Regions from separate parts of the Mus musculus genome. Here regions 1, 2, 3 and 4 are each linked to region 5. A link is a contact called in public HiChIP or PLAC-seq and promoter capture Hi-C data. All regions are on one chromosome and are shown on one strand. Each heading gives the region's core, a stretch centred on a gene start, on an enhancer-like site or on the middle of the called end of the contact. The rest is flanking DNA. Distances are from core to core; before and after follow the strand shown.

Region 1 (2,824 bases), core at 238-2,737, 1.7 Mb before region 5:
TGTGTGTGTCCTTCAGTCCCCCTTGCCATCCCCAGTAACCGTAGGCTTCCACTTCGTTCCTCCCTCATCCAGCTTCCTGTCCCTTCCCTATCGGGAGCCCCACGAGAGGCATTCTCCCTTCTCCTCATCCCTTGTAAACCCTTAAAACCCCTTGTAAGAGAAGTGAGTCCATTGGCTCAGGATGTAGGTGGCTGGAACTAAGATGTGCAAGGGCAGCCCAACTTGGAGAGACTGTTGGTCAGCAACCCACTCAGCAAACGATTCTATCCAGTATGAACTGAACGGTTAGAAGAGCAGCTCCCCAGACACACTCTCTGGCTCCTCCCCAAGAGCAGGCTGTGGAGGCAGGGCTCCGCCCTGGGAGCCGTGGGAAGGCTATGGCCCCCGCTGGTAAAACTGGGCTAATGATAGCGGGGGAACCGGCGGGGCCAGAGGGGGGTGCTAGGGTAATTAGACCTCTGCCTGGCGGTAGTAGATCCCAAGATGAAAGGGGCTCTGGCGTCACTGGCAGGGTTTTATGTCCACGAATGCAGGTGTGTGTGTGTATGTGTGTGTGTGTGTGTGTGTTGTGTGTTTTGTGTGTGTGGTTGGCGCACGTGCGCGCGCGTGCGCGCGCAAGGGTCCGGAACTGGCATGGAGACCTCTCCTTTGAGAAAAGGAGTCCACCTATTTGCAGCCACTCTGTTGCTTAGATTGGCCCTTGAACCATTTGGATTTTGATGGTATACACAGGAGAGGAAATATCACCTCTGAGAAGCTGGGAGATAAGGGGCTGTAGCGAGTCTTGTCCACCCCCATTCCCCAAGCTTAGTATAGGAGTATATTGTTGGGGAATGGCTGGTGGGCAGTGACTAGAAAGAGCTTCCATGGAGAACAGAGACGTTTGCAAGAGGAGACAGTGGATTCAGCATTAATGTTAGAAACGAGAGAGGAGGCACAATGTGGAACGAGCCTCCAAAACGGCTAGAAATAGGATGGTTGAAGTTAGGAGGATTTCAGAAGTAACCTGTCCAACCTTTGGATTTTGTGCTCTTACCCTGGATGCTGTAATGTGTTCAAGGTCACACAGGGAGTTGTTCGCAAAGAAGGGACCCGAACTCTGAAACTACCCTTAGCGTTTGGTATCTGGACTTCCTCCCGGATTTATAAGGTGCAGTGATCTCCTCGGTCCTTCTCCCCCTACCCCAGGGTGCAAACCAGAACCCCCCTCCCCCAATTCTCCTCGCAAATGAAAGCTATTTTATTTGAAAATGACATCTTTCTCAAAACGTGTCACCGACCGTCGCTCCTGGATGGAGCCGTAGGGGGGGCGGGGGTGAGGTGGGCGAGTCTGAGCCTGGTAGGGGCCAAGGCGGTAGAGGGGCTGCGGGGCGGCCGGCCAGGAGCTGGGGAGCGGCGGGGGGCGAGGGGCGGGGACCGGCGACTGCGAGGCGGCCTGCAGGGAGCAGCCGCGAGCCGGCCGGGCGCGCGGAGCTGGAGCCCCAGCCGGAGCGGGGCGGGGGAGGGAGGAGCCAGAGCGGCCGCCGCCTCTGCCGGAGGAGCCGCGGGGCCGCCACACTCGCCCCCCGCCCCCCCGCGCTCACTCGCACTCACACCCCGGCGCTGGAGGCGGGCGGCCCGGGCCCCACCGGCCCCCCATGGACGCCCCCGGCACGGGGCGCTGAGACCCCCGCGTCGTTGCTCAGCTCGGACCAGCGCGCCAAGCCGAGGTAAGGAGGAGGGAGCAAGGGGGCATTAATATGCAAATGCATCGCGATTGATTATGCAAAGCCGCGGGTCTCTGGCCAGCTTGGAGGCGGGCTGGGGGCGCCCAGGGGGTTCCCGCCGCCGACCTCAGTCTTTTCCGGCGCCCGGGTGACCCTGTCACAGCCCGAGAGCTAGCCACTTACGCCCTGGGGAAAGAAGGTGCTGTTAAGTGGTCGGTGGGCCCCGGGGTTCGCCCAGGGAGATGGCGTCTGGGCCTCCCCTTCGAGGGCCCGCCCCGGCCTCTGTCCGGCCGGTCTGCTGCGCATTCCCGGGTTGGGCCCCGCTGCCTGCCGAGGCTCCCCCGCCCGCCCCGCCGCGGTTTGTTTACGGTGTGCCAGAAGCTTGTCGTGTCCCCCCACCCCCCCAGCCAAAGAGACCGAATGGCCTTTGCAAAGCTGTCTCTAGCTAGGAAGGGCAATGTGGGTGCGGCAGGGTGGAGGGGCTTGCATGGGCTGGAGGAGAGAGAAGCCCCCCTCCCCTCCCCACCTCTCCAGTTGAGCATGGCTTTCTGGTTGCAACACTCCTAATTGCAAAAACGCGGCGGGTGGGGTGGGGTGGGGGGAGTGTGAGCTTGTAGTAGTGGGGGTGTACTTGATGGTCCCTAGATGATTAGGAGAATTGTTGGCCTGTGGTTGGGGAAGAGAGGAAGAAATGGACCCGTGTTCTGTGTGTGTGTGTGTGTGTGTGTGTGTGTGTGTGTGTGTGTCCGCGCGCGCGCGCGTGCATGCTCCCCGTTTCCCTCCCTTGCAACGTGTCTCTGGTGCCCCTTTTCTATCTTGGGCCCTCCCTTGTCCAGTGTGAAAAGAAGGCCTGGGAAGATGTCAGAGGCAATGAAGAGAGCCACCCATTTTAGGGACTGGAGGGGGGAGCACACAGAAGGAAAGCCAGGGAGACGGGAGGCCTGCCCCTGAATGCTGGCTCTGGACCCAGGAGGGGGAGGGGATGAAGGGGGCCATTGTCCAAGATGAAGGGGGAGGCAAAGGTGACATGCAGACAACAGATATGCCTACACAGACAGCTACATGCTCACTCGGGGACATCCAGGCAGATTCAAGGACAGGAGCTGCTGGACACACCC
Region 2 (2,700 bases), core at 52-2,551, 1.5 Mb before region 5:
TTCCAGGACAGCCAGGGCTATAGAGAAACCCTGTCTCGAAAAATAAACAAACCAAACAAAACCAAAAACCTTCCTCGGGTGCTTATAAAGACTAATTAAGGTGATAGAGGTAAAATAACGAGCTCAGACCCACACACTTACGTTGGCTCTTCCCAGCTATTTGAAATGAGAGGTAACTGGCGATTGTGCTGTTGTGCTCCTACTTGTAGCTTTGTGTCTGTTTTATTTGGTATCAGACAATAAAAGATATATCCTATAGCCAGGTGTGGTGGCGCACACCTTTAATCTCAGCACTTGGGAGGCAGACCCAGACAGATCTCTTGAGTTTAAGGCCAGCCTAGTCTACGTAGTTCCAAGACAGCCAGAGCTACAAATAAAAAGTCTCAGAAAACAATAACAACCAAAACAAAACAAACCAAGAACAAAATCCCATAGACTTTACCATTACCTAGAATTGGGCTCTGGTCTTTAGAAGAACCCGAGTAACCTTGGAGCCTGACCTGCCTGCAAATGGCTGCTCTAGTTACATTTTTCATTAAATGCTCAGCTTGCCTTGCCGATAACTCTTTTCCTTGGGTCCCAGACCCTAGTGCTTGGCCATAAGAGATTTTCAAATTAAAGAGACATAATTTTACTCCCTATGATGTGTAGCTAGATGGATGTTAAGGCAGCACTTGGAATGTATGACCTTGAAATTATACGTTTGGTGTTGCACTTGTTTCTCACTGAGCAAGCGCAAGTCAACAAATAGTGAGATGATGTCAGTTTGCTTAGATAGGTCTAGAACTTGCCCCCCCGCCCCCCAAAAAAATACCCTGGTTCGAGTTATCAGCTCCTCCCCACAGAAAATTCTGTGACCTTATACATTCATTTGCTTCATGCCATACAGGACCGCCCCCCAAAAAGTAGGCCTTGTAGCCCTCTTAAAATCTAGCCCACCAGAATAATGAAAATAGGGATGTTTGGCAGATAAGATGAGCAAAGGTAGCCCAGTAGAATGAGGACGTTAGGCAACGGTGGGGAGGCTGGGTGGAGGACAAAGTAGAAATAAAAATACGGAAGTAGATGTGCGTAGAGGCAAAAAAAAAAAAAAAAAAAAAAAAACTACACTTCCCGCCAGGCTTTACGGCGTGACGCGCTCGTAAACGCGCGCCTTTCCTCCGAGGTCTCAAAAGTTAACGCCCTCCCGGGCGAGTGGGTGTGACTTCGTGGTGGTCGCTGAGACCTGGGGCTGTCCTATTGGCTGCCGGCCGTCACCGGCGAAGGCGTGGTGATGAGTGACAACTAATCAGAAGCCTGGCTGGACTTTGGCGGGAGACGAGAAGGCTGAAGTAGAGCGGCTTTGGCGCGAGTTGACTTTGCAGCTGCTGTAGAATTTGTGGCGGGAGAGTTTTTACGGTGGTGATCGAGACGCGAGGAGTGTGCACTGAGCGACACGGCCCTGAAGAGTGCAAAGCTCCGCGAGGTCTGGTGTCCAGAGAGGTGAGGCTGGTCCGAGCAAGGCCGGTGGAGAGCGGGAAATCGCCTGGGGTCTGAGGCTGGGTCAGGGAGGGGGTTGTGAGCTCTAGAAGCGGTTCGAGCACGCCGCGTTGGGAAGGAGAGAGCTGCTGGGAGGAAACGGTGTAGGGTGGGGTCGGGAGTTTGGTGGAGTGCTGGCTAGTTTTGAGCAGAGGACGCAGCTGCCCTTGCCCAGGACTTGGGAGAGCCTAAAGGTGACGGTCTGGAACCAAACCAGTGCTAAAGACGTCTCACATGTCTGCAGGGAAGGAGCTAAAGTATTATAGAAATAAATGGAGACAGACTTCTGGCATCATACAAGTGTAAGAACTTGGCTTCTGGTCCCAGGGTGCCCAGGGTGATAGCCGTGTGTTTCTGTGACTATCTCTTTAAGAGAGGGCTAATAGTGTCTACATTTGACGTATGGTAAGACTGTAGTGTGTAATATGTGTATAACGGAATGTTACACGTACTAGGCAGACAGACGTTACCCTTTATTACATAGATTTGCATGGGAAGCACAACTAAATGTTAAAAATGCTATGTTAACGTGATTTATGGAGTGCTGGTCCCCAATATAATTATTTATATTGCTCTGTGTGTTTTTCTCTTTGCTCTCCTGATTTTCCTTTGTATCCAGTTGTGTGGCCATCATGCCTCAAACCAGATCCCAGACACAAGCTACCATCGGTTTTCCGAAAAAGAAGCTATCTAATACCCTGAAGAAACCCAATTCCCGGGATTGTGAAGTAAAACTTAGAAACGTCCAGCCTGTACCCACCACTCCGTGTGTGGACGTAAAACTTCTGCCTCTCAGTCCCCGAAAACGTCTGGGTAAGCCCTCCGCTTTGTGAGTGCGACTTTGTGACTGAGCTCTCAGCCTTTCCTGCCTTGATGCTGAGGTGCCTGGCTCTTAAAACCAGAGCTGTATTTGCCTTCATAATGGCTGCCAAGTGTGTACCGAATTTCACGGTTGAGCCGTACACTAGAGATCATTTGCTAAGGAACCTAGGTTTGATCTTCATTTCCTTAGTTCTGTCCTTTACATTTCCCTTGAAGTTATAGTGTTATGGAACTCGCCTGCGTGCTTGTGAAATTAAGAGGAAACAAATAACCCGGGAGGTGGTGAGCTTGCTTTTAATCCCAGCACTCAGAAGGCAGAGGCAGGTGGGTCTCTTGAGTTTGGGGCCAACCTGGTCCACA
Region 3 (2,700 bases), core at 151-2,650, 1.4 Mb before region 5:
CAACTTTATCCTTGCGATGGGACTGAGGGAAGGAATCCTATCACTTCAACCCTCCTGCAGTCTTAGAGGTTGCCAGTAGGTGCCGTCAGTTCGCAACTTTTTGATCAGTCTTCCAGGTCCGGGTCTTGGTGCCTTTCTCCCTCCAACCGCGCCAACAGTCTGCGGTGCAGAAAGTGGGAGGTGGCCTAATTCCTCCGAGGCTGAAAGACCCCGACTCTGGGACAAAGAACCGGAAGAGGTCTAGGAAATCTTTAGGTTGGTTGCTCCTTGGATGTTTAGCCCAACCCTTCCGGACCCCATCCACCCGCAAAATCCTTCGGTCCTCCGACTGTGCCTGGACAGACACAAGAAGCGAACTCCTTGGTTGGGGAGGATGAGGAGGCGTAGGGAGAAATGAAAAAGAAGGTGGTAGGAGGTGGGTCTCTCCTCCAAACGCGACTCTAGATCAATTCCCGTTTCCAACAGAATTGCTGCGAGGGGAAGGGATATATTTATCAATAATCCCTTTATCACCCAGGGGCAAAGTGGCGTCGGGAAAATTAAAAGGCCGCTTCTCTTTCTGGAAATCTTTGACTGCCATCTACTGGGAAACTGTTGCAGTAACTATGCAAACACACAATGAGTACATGAAGTGGAGCCCCCTGGAGTTGTTCGACTCACATCTTGTACAAAGCCAATGGCAGTCTCCTTCCAGAATCTAAGCAGGGCGGTAGAGGGAACAACATCTAGGAAGGAGGAAGAGGCTTGGCACTTTGTTCTGGAGTTCTGGAAGCAGAGTGCAGCAAGGCCCAAATGGAACCAGGGGCGGGGGTCAAGCGACAGGGGTTCAGGGGCAAGTGAGAAGACTGCCTATTAGCACCTTGAGGCCAGAACTCTCCTGGACCCTTTACAGAGTGCTTAGTCGCCTTGTCCCACTTTAGCGCGGTCTCTAGAGGTTGACTGGACATACCCGGGGGGTGGGTGGGGGTGACCGGAGGACTCTGGCCAGGGATGGGAACTGAACAAGAGAATCTTGAATCCGCTATGAGGTCAGGTTTTCTGTGGCAGCAGGAGGATCTCCTAGGTGTCTGGGAAGGACTCCTTCGAGGTCGAGGGAGGGGGGCAAAGCAACATCCCCTTCGTTTCCCCTCGCCCTGCTTCCTCTTCAGGGTCCAGCTCAGAGGCTCTCCGCGCGCAGGCCACCGCTTCCAAACTGCGTCGCTTTCTTCGGCGGGGCAAAGGACTTTCAGATGTTGTAGCGGTGGCGGCGACTCAGGCCAGCGCCCCCTCCCCCCTAACGGCCTCTTCTCCCGCTCCATTGCTCCAGTTCCCCCTCGCCCTCCCCTGCTCTCCCACCTCGGGGACGGCGCTGGGGGTGTGGCCAGGGGGCCGGTATAAAGTCCCGGGAGCCGGTCCCGGGCAGCCGCTCAGCCCCCTGCCCCCCGCCGCCTGCTGGGCCGGCCGAGGATGCAGCGCAGCGCCTCGGTGGCCAGGCTCGCTCTGCTCCAGCGTGCTTGCTAACTTCCCCGGCTCCGTCTCTGCCTGCCGGGGTCGCCCCGTGTCCCTGCGCCCTCCGGGTCTGGTTCTCTAAGCTCTCTGGGCGCTGCCTCCGGGTCCCTTGCAGCCCGCTCGCGAGCCCGCGCTCCCCTCCTGCGCCCCACCCTCGTCCTCGCCATGCTGCCCTTCGGCCTCGTGGCCGCCCTGCTGCTGGCCGCAGGGCCTCGGCCGAGCCTGGGCGACGAAGCCATCCACTGCCCCCCTTGCTCCGAGGAGAAGCTGGCGCGCTGCCGCCCCCCCGTGGGTTGCGAGGAGTTGGTGCGGGAGCCAGGCTGCGGTTGTTGCGCCACTTGCGCCCTGGGCTTGGGGATGCCCTGCGGGGTGTACACCCCACGCTGTGGCTCAGGCATGCGCTGCTACCCTCCCCGGGGGGTGGAGAAGCCCCTGCGTACATTGATGCACGGGCAAGGCGTGTGCACGGAGCTGTCGGAAATCGAAGCCATCCAGGAAAGCCTGCAGACCTCTGGTAAGGTACACCTACCTTCCCTCGGCCACATTTCCCAAACACCCTCCTCCCTGCAACTTAGTTCCCATTCTGGCTGGCCTGGAAGGCCCGTCAATGCCCCCTGTGAGTTGAGGAGAAGGGAGGTACGTGGCAGAGCTTAGAAACAGCCAAGAATGCTGGCATTTAATCCCAGCACCAGTTGCCACTGGTCGAGGGAAACCTACCCCACCTCTTCATCTCAAACCTCCTAAGTACTTCTTTGGGAAGAGGGGCCTTGGCCTCAGTGGTAAGCCTGGCTCCTGAGGTAAGTTAAATGACCTGATTCAGTTACATTTGTCATCTAGAGTTAGATGACTGCGATGATAAGGTGTGCGTGCGTGTGTGTGTGTGTGTGTGTGTGTGTGTGTGTGTACATGCACATGTGCATACGTGTGTGCATGTGTCTGTGGGGGGTGATAAGGATGGTGTGTGTGTACATGCGCATGTGCATACGTGTGTGCAAGTGTCTGTGGGGGTGATAAGGATGGTGTGCTTGTGCACGTTTGTGTGATAAGGATGGTATGTGTATTCGAGCGGGAGGCAGTGTGTGTGTGTGTGTGTGTGTGTGTGTGTGTGTGTGTGTTGGGACGGTTCCTTTCTGTTCCTGATCCAGAGCCTGATCCACACACCCAGTCTCAGGTGAGAGGTGTGAGGAGCCAGGGGCTGGGCCTTTCACTCAT
Region 4 (2,874 bases), core at 210-2,709, 1.4 Mb before region 5:
TGAATGATGGATCAGTTCCAATGACAGTAAATAAGTAAAAAAAAAAAAAAAAATCCTGACAAAGTATGCCATGACAATAAAGCAAGCGCACTTTGCTAGTTTGGTTTTACCTGGGTCACTAACTCCACAGAGCCAATGTAGGTATCTGGGCGGAGCAGTATATGTTCCAGTTGTGTTTTTTTCTGATAGATTCTTTCAATAGACAATCTTTTCTTGCCATCTTCATTCTTCTTTTTGTTCATTAGCATATTTTCATTTACAGGCTAGCCATTAGGGGAATTAAAAATAAACTTAATTTTAGCCACAAGTTTATCAGAAGTGGTCAACAAAATATCTGCAACAATGATAAAGTCCATACACTCTATCACCATCTATCCCCTGCTTGTAGGTACTGGTAGAGTTTACATAGTTTTGAACGAACAAGTCAATTAAAATCCTTGTGATTAGGTTCTGTGGTTTGAGTATTCGTGATGCTGGGGATGGAACCCAAGGTCCCCCCACCCCCCCTTGCATGCACATGCTAGGCAAATGCTCTGACCACTGAGCAAAATTCCCAGACCATTTTTTTCACCCCCTGTTGCTGTTTTTGAGAGTCCCATTAAATAGCTTAAGGCATCCTCTTGCCTCAGTCTCTGGAGCAGCTGCCATTTCAGGCCTGCCCCACTAGGTCTGGCTACAGATGCCCGTTTAAATAGGTATTTTAGTTCTGCAAGTATGGACATTTCTGCCTTGAGTAATATTTTTTATGTCATCGATAAACTACACTCAACTTCTTCCATCTAATGGGAAAATATTTAGTGAGTGCCGACATAGGCTCGTGCCGATTACAGATGGTATCCACCCGTAGCAGTTGGGATGCTAGCAATGCAAACCCTTGGCTACATTCACATCCCGAAACTGGACTTTTTTTGAGCCACTCGGTCGGCCAGCTCCTCAATGGGAACTGCCATGCTCTGCACCTTCCGTGATGAGTTATTCAAATCACCCAGGGAAGGGAAGAGGGCCACTGAATTCGAGTATAAGCCGGCTGGAAGTCACACAGAAGCCATTAGACTACAGACCGATCGCAGGACTAGTTGAACCTGCTCCCACAAACAATAAAAACACAACACTCAAGAACCCAGATTAGATTATAGATATCATTTCGGAAAGAGCTTCACCCAGTCCACGACCCCTCAAGGCCCAGAAGATGGGGCTGACCGGATCCAGCCGGTCGCCGGCCAGCGCTCGGCCCTGGAACCTCAACTCTCGCCGTCAGCCATGAACGCAGAGGCCACGTAAAGGCTCTACTACCCGGCCCCATCCGCGAGCTGTACCTGCAGCGGTGACAACTCCATGGTGACGGTCCTGAAGAGGCTCGAGAATCCGGAAAGCGACAAAACCAGCGGGAAACGCTAGGCGACCCGCGACGCGCGACGCGGGACCTGGACGCTCCCCTCACAGACGCTTGTCGGTTAGGAGAGCTTCCCTAGTTTCATTTGAACCTTTATCTAGCCCGCCCAAATCAGAGGAACCAATCACCGACTCGCTCTCATTGGCTCTGTTTGCAGTAACCAATCGTAGATCGTCTTTTATTCGAACAAAAGACCGCCTTTTCGAATAAACCAATTAGGTAAAAGAAGGCGGGAGAATCTTCAAAATGGACCAATAGCAATTGTTGGTGGTACTGACAGAAAATCTGACCAATGAGGAAGGTCCATGTGCTCTGAGAGACACTCTGAAGAGAGGGAAGGCATTTTGGAAGTGCAAAGTGGTTGACTAAGCCGTCCTTCTGAATATAACTAGAAAACGGATGCTCATTCTTTATTTCAGATCTGTTGAGATTACAGAGTCTTAATCCTGCGATGAGTTTTCCTTTTTTTTTCCTGACCGAGGAAACAACGCCATCCCTCCCTCAAGGCTGGCCAAGGCAGCGGTTCTCAGCCTGTGGGTCGTGACTCTTGGGGGTCGCATATCAGATAGTTTACCTTACAACTCATAACAGCAGCAAAAAAATTACAGTTATGAAGTAGCAATGGAATAATTATGGTAGCAGGGCATCACAACATGAGACGCTATGTTGAAGGGTCGCAACCTTAGGAAGTTGAGAAGCGCTGAGTTAATGCTGGCAAAGTTCTGGCAAGTTCTTCTGCTTGCGGTCTTAGGCTGCCACACACGAAGAGTATAGAGATGCCAGCAAAATCGCGAGCAGCACTAACACTCCCTGTGGATCACCCCTGATACAAAGATTCATTCATGCTTCTTCAGTGGAGCTGAGAGGCCCTCATGAGACGGGAACTTCTCCCTCAGTCAGCTGCTGAGGGAATCTACAAGAGCTCTTTATATTTGCCCTCTATGCATAATGCAGTCTAGAGCACCGTTCAATTTGACATAAGAGGTGGGGGCTTGGTGGGTTCTCGATGGAGGAAGCTTCAATTTCCTGTGCTAAAAGTAAAAATGGTAGATATAAACTGGTTATGTGTGACGACACCACCCCTTTAATCCCAGCACTTGGGAGGCAGAAGCAGGTGGATCTTGGAGTTTATGGCCAGCCTGGTCTACAGAGCAGGTTCCAGAGCAGCCAGGGCTACACAGAGAAACCCTTTCTCTAACCCCACCACCACCCTCAAAAAAATCGCTATTATCAGCAAGGAATTTCTTAAATTTAAACATTTTTCCTTTCCAAAAGGCGCCCAAGATCAACCATTATTAAATAACTTCACGTGTCCAACAACAACCCTGCTGGCAAAGTGAAAGAGAAGGCCAATGAAGAAATGTGGCCTGGCTGGTGGGAAAACCAAAGGAGTAGAGTTTTAACCTTGTTCTGATCCTGTCTTCAGTGTTTTTAGCCTTGTCCTGTGTGTTAATAAAGGAGGGTGACTTCAATGCTTAGGG
Region 5 (2,780 bases), core at 273-2,772:
ACCTGCCTGGAGTCAATTCCTCATCTCCGTTGTTGTTCGAGACAAGGTCTATAAAGCTTCAGTTGCCCAGGAACTCACTCTGTAGACCAGGCTGGCATTGGACTCACAGAGATCAGTCTACTTCTGCCTCCTGAGTGCTGGGATTAAAGGCCTGTGCCACCGTGCCCTGTTCTTTTGTTTTTTGAGGCAATCTATTTCTCTATATAGCTGACCCAGAATTTGCTATGTATACCAGCATTTCTCTCATCAGACTGGAGACAGAAAAGGCCTGACTCGTGTGTAGCTTTGGAGCACTTTGCTAGACCTGTTGAATGCGGTCACCGGACATAGCCACGCATTAAGAGGCCTTAGAAGGCCTGGGAAGCCAGGGCACTGTGGGTGAGGGATACCTCACAGTGGTCTGAATGGTATATACCTGCTATCGCTGGGTAGAAGTCCTTGAAGTCTACCTGCTCGTGGGCCCCCTCACAGCCAGCTAGACACCGAGCAAAGACCGTCATATATTCAGCCAGGGCCCGCTCCATGTCTTCTGTGCTGCTGCGAAAGTCCCCGCTGTTGTAAAGTTTCACAGCCCGGAGGAACACAGCCTGGAGAGGTGCATGGCGGGGGTAGTCAAGAAGACCCCGAAGGCTCATAAGGTGTGTGTGTGTGTGTGTGTGTGTGTGTGTGTGTTGGGTGAAGAGGTTGTAGGAAGGTGTACCAAGGCTAGCCATCCCTCCCACTCTCTCCACACCTCGTAGGGCTGGGCCTCCAGGTCGGTGAGGGACTCATCTCCAATATCCAGCATCCCCCTGTAGTAGTTGAGATACTTGGCGGTCAGCTCGTGCTTGGGGTTCCTCTGGAGGAAGGTGTAGGCCGCAGCCACCGCCTTCTCCAGTCGGTTCGCCTGGTGAGGAGCGTGGGGAGTGGGTCAGTGGGGGCCTCGGACGCACCGCGGGCCTCACGTTCTAGGGAAACTCGACGGCGGCCCCGGCCGCGCCCACCTTGAAGTGCGCGTAGTGCAGGTACTGATAGGGCAGGCGGCTCTGGAAGTCGCGCAGCAGCTGCCGCGGTGGGTAAGGGACTTGAAAGGCGGGCAGCGTCTTCTTGCAGCGCCGCAGGCAGGCGGCGCGCTCCAGGACGTGACCGAAGAGCCGCAGCTCGCGAGCCCAGTCCTCGCCATCGCCGTCGTGGTCGCCGTCCGGGCCGGACGCGGGCCGAGGCTGAGAGGTGGCGGGGCCACTACAGTTGGCGTGGCAGAAGGCCTCGCTGTCGCGCAGCAGCCGGTGCAGCCGCAGCGCCGCCTCCAGGTAGCGCGCGCTCTCGCGCCAGCTTTCGCCTTCGTATTGCTCCAGAGCGTGGCCGTAGGCCGTGGCCAGTGGCATCAGGTCCTCCGGAGGGAATCCTCGGAAGCTGTATTTCTCGTACTGGGCCCCGGCGCTGCCCAGCAGCAGCCACAGCAGCCCCCACGCCCCGCGAGCCATGCCCGCACCGCGCCCGGAGGCTTACGGAGCAGCCGGCGACCGTCGGGCTCCAGCCAGCTCGGGCTCCAGCCCAGCCCACCCCCAACCCCCGGAGCTCCTGCTGGGTCTTAGCGCCGGGCCCTAGGCTAGAGCCGGGAGGCTGGAATGCCTCTCTAGGACCGTCAGTTGACGCTCGAGTCCACTACGTGGGCTGGCCCTCGACCACTAGCAATGCTTACACCACCACTGGCCCTCCCTGGCAGACACGGGTGGGTGGGGCTACGTTTCACGCCCAGAAAGCCCCTCCCCACAGCAGTGTCGTCCCCCCCCCCCCCCTTAAGTGCCACCTCTGTCCTTTGCGTAGGCAAAGTGGACGAAGTCACATAATCTGGTCTTTTTCTCCTCGAGTCTCCTCTGCTCCCCCTAGGTGGCCCGGTAAACACCCGCGCTGACGTCGAGGCGTACACACCTCTTGTTACCCCGCACACCTAGCACTGACACCATCAGCCTCCCGCCGGAGCAAGATTCCTGTGTCTTCAGTGCAGCCAGGCTTTTGCAGGACAAAACAACCTTTCACCTAGAGAACATTCTCCCTAACCCCCCTTTCCTCTAACCTTTCGCGGGAGGAGAGTTGGGGCGGGTGTGTGTGTGTGTGTGTGTGTGTGTGTGTGTGTGTGTAGAACTGAAATAGCCCTCAGATTACAGCCTCACCTGCACCAGAAGGGGCCTAGATTTGGGGTGCCAGGGAAAGCTAGAGATTCCTCCAACAGGCTTTAGGACCCAGAGACTCTGGAAAAAACTTTTTCATTTTGGAAGTCCACTCCAACTTCTCATCTTTCCCGAACCTCCCTCTGGGCCAGGCCCCGGGTCTCAGTCCCGGATGGAGTTTTGGGGGAGGGAGACTCAGAGATCTTTGTGGCAAATTCCTTGGACTCCAGAGACTCTCAACCTGGCCCCCACCTCCTAGTTCACCATAAAACATCACCCTGCCCGGCCAGCTCATTCTCCCCAGCCCCCATTCCACGTGGACCCGCCAGGGCGGGGTGGGGAGAGAGGACAGGAAGGGGGGGAGTCAGCTCTGAGAGGAGGGGGAAGGAGGCTAGCGGCTGGCGTCCGCTCTCACTGCCGGCGTCCCTGGTCTGGGCACCATGTTCCTTGTGGGGTCCTCCAGCCACACCCTCCATCGGCTCCGCATACTGCCGTTGCTGTTGCTTCTACAGACCTTGGAGAGGGGACTGGGCCGTGCCAGCCCGGCCGGAGCCCCCTTGGAAGATGTGGTCATCGAGAGATACCACATCCCTCGGGCCTGTCCCCGAGAAGTGCAGATGGGGGATTTTG

Evidence for each region. Promoter capture Hi-C pulls out the DNA fragments that hold promoters and counts their contacts. HiChIP or PLAC-seq counts read pairs in DNA pulled down with a chosen protein or histone mark.
Region 1: a contact with region 5 is called in a promoter capture Hi-C map of hippocampal neurons, with 8 times the contacts expected there. The contact joins the promoter of Thra here to the promoter of P3h4 in region 5. A contact is called at or near these places in 1 of 39 promoter capture datasets (hippocampal neurons) and 1 of 115 datasets of contacts at active chromatin or transcription factors (embryonic forebrain).
Region 2: a promoter capture Hi-C map of embryonic stem cells shows a contact between it and region 5, with 4 times the contacts expected there. The contact joins the promoter of Cdc6 here to the promoter of P3h4 in region 5. A contact is called at or near these places in 3 of 39 promoter capture datasets (embryonic stem cells, hippocampal neurons and liver), 2 of 115 datasets of contacts at active chromatin or transcription factors (embryonic stem cells and pancreatic cancer cells) and 1 of 9 other capture datasets (macrophages).
Region 3: a contact with region 5 is called in an HNF4G HiChIP or PLAC-seq map of pancreatic cancer cells. The contact joins the promoter of Igfbp4 here to the promoter of P3h4 in region 5. A contact is called at or near these places in 2 of 39 promoter capture datasets (hippocampal neurons and liver) and 1 of 115 datasets of contacts at active chromatin or transcription factors (pancreatic cancer cells).
Region 4: an H3K27ac HiChIP or PLAC-seq map of extraembryonic endoderm stem cells shows a contact between it and region 5, with 10 times the contacts expected there. The contact joins the promoter of Top2a here to the promoter of P3h4 in region 5. A contact is called at or near these places in 3 of 39 promoter capture datasets (embryonic stem cells, hippocampal neurons and liver), 2 of 115 datasets of contacts at active chromatin or transcription factors (astrocytes and extraembryonic endoderm stem cells) and 1 of 9 other capture datasets (liver).

What each region holds. Positions count from the first base shown.
Region 1 is chr11:98,740,298-98,743,121 of GRCm38.p6, forward strand. It overlaps Thra (thyroid hormone receptor alpha), which reads left to right and starts at 1,488. Exons shown (of 10, transcript NM_001313983.1): 1 at 1,488-1,709.
Region 2 is chr11:98,906,500-98,909,199 of GRCm38.p6, forward strand. Cdc6 (cell division cycle 6) reads left to right here and starts at 1,302. Exons shown (of 12, transcript NM_001025779.2): 1 at 1,302-1,482; 2 at 2,138-2,331. The coding sequence starts at 2,151. RefSeq lists an enhancer at 1-142.
Region 3 is chr11:99,039,844-99,042,543 of GRCm38.p6, forward strand. It overlaps Igfbp4 (insulin-like growth factor binding protein 4), which reads left to right and starts at 1,401. Exons shown (of 4, transcript NM_010517.4): 1 at 1,401-2,002. The coding sequence starts at 1,654.
Region 4 is chr11:99,022,730-99,025,603 of GRCm38.p6, forward strand. It overlaps Top2a (topoisomerase (DNA) II alpha), which reads right to left and starts at 1,460. Exons shown (of 36, transcript NM_011623.2): 1 at 1,317-1,460; 2 at 111-263. The coding sequence starts at 1,337.
Region 5 is chr11:100,413,194-100,415,973 of GRCm38.p6, forward strand. P3h4 (prolyl 3-hydroxylase family member 4 (non-enzymatic)) reads right to left here and starts at 1,523. Exons shown (of 8, transcript NM_176830.3): 1 at 984-1,523; 2 at 734-886; 3 at 416-587. The coding sequence starts at 1,463. Fkbp10 (FK506 binding protein 10) reads left to right here and starts at 2,501. Exons shown (of 10, transcript NM_010221.2): 1 at 2,501-2,780. The coding sequence starts at 2,591.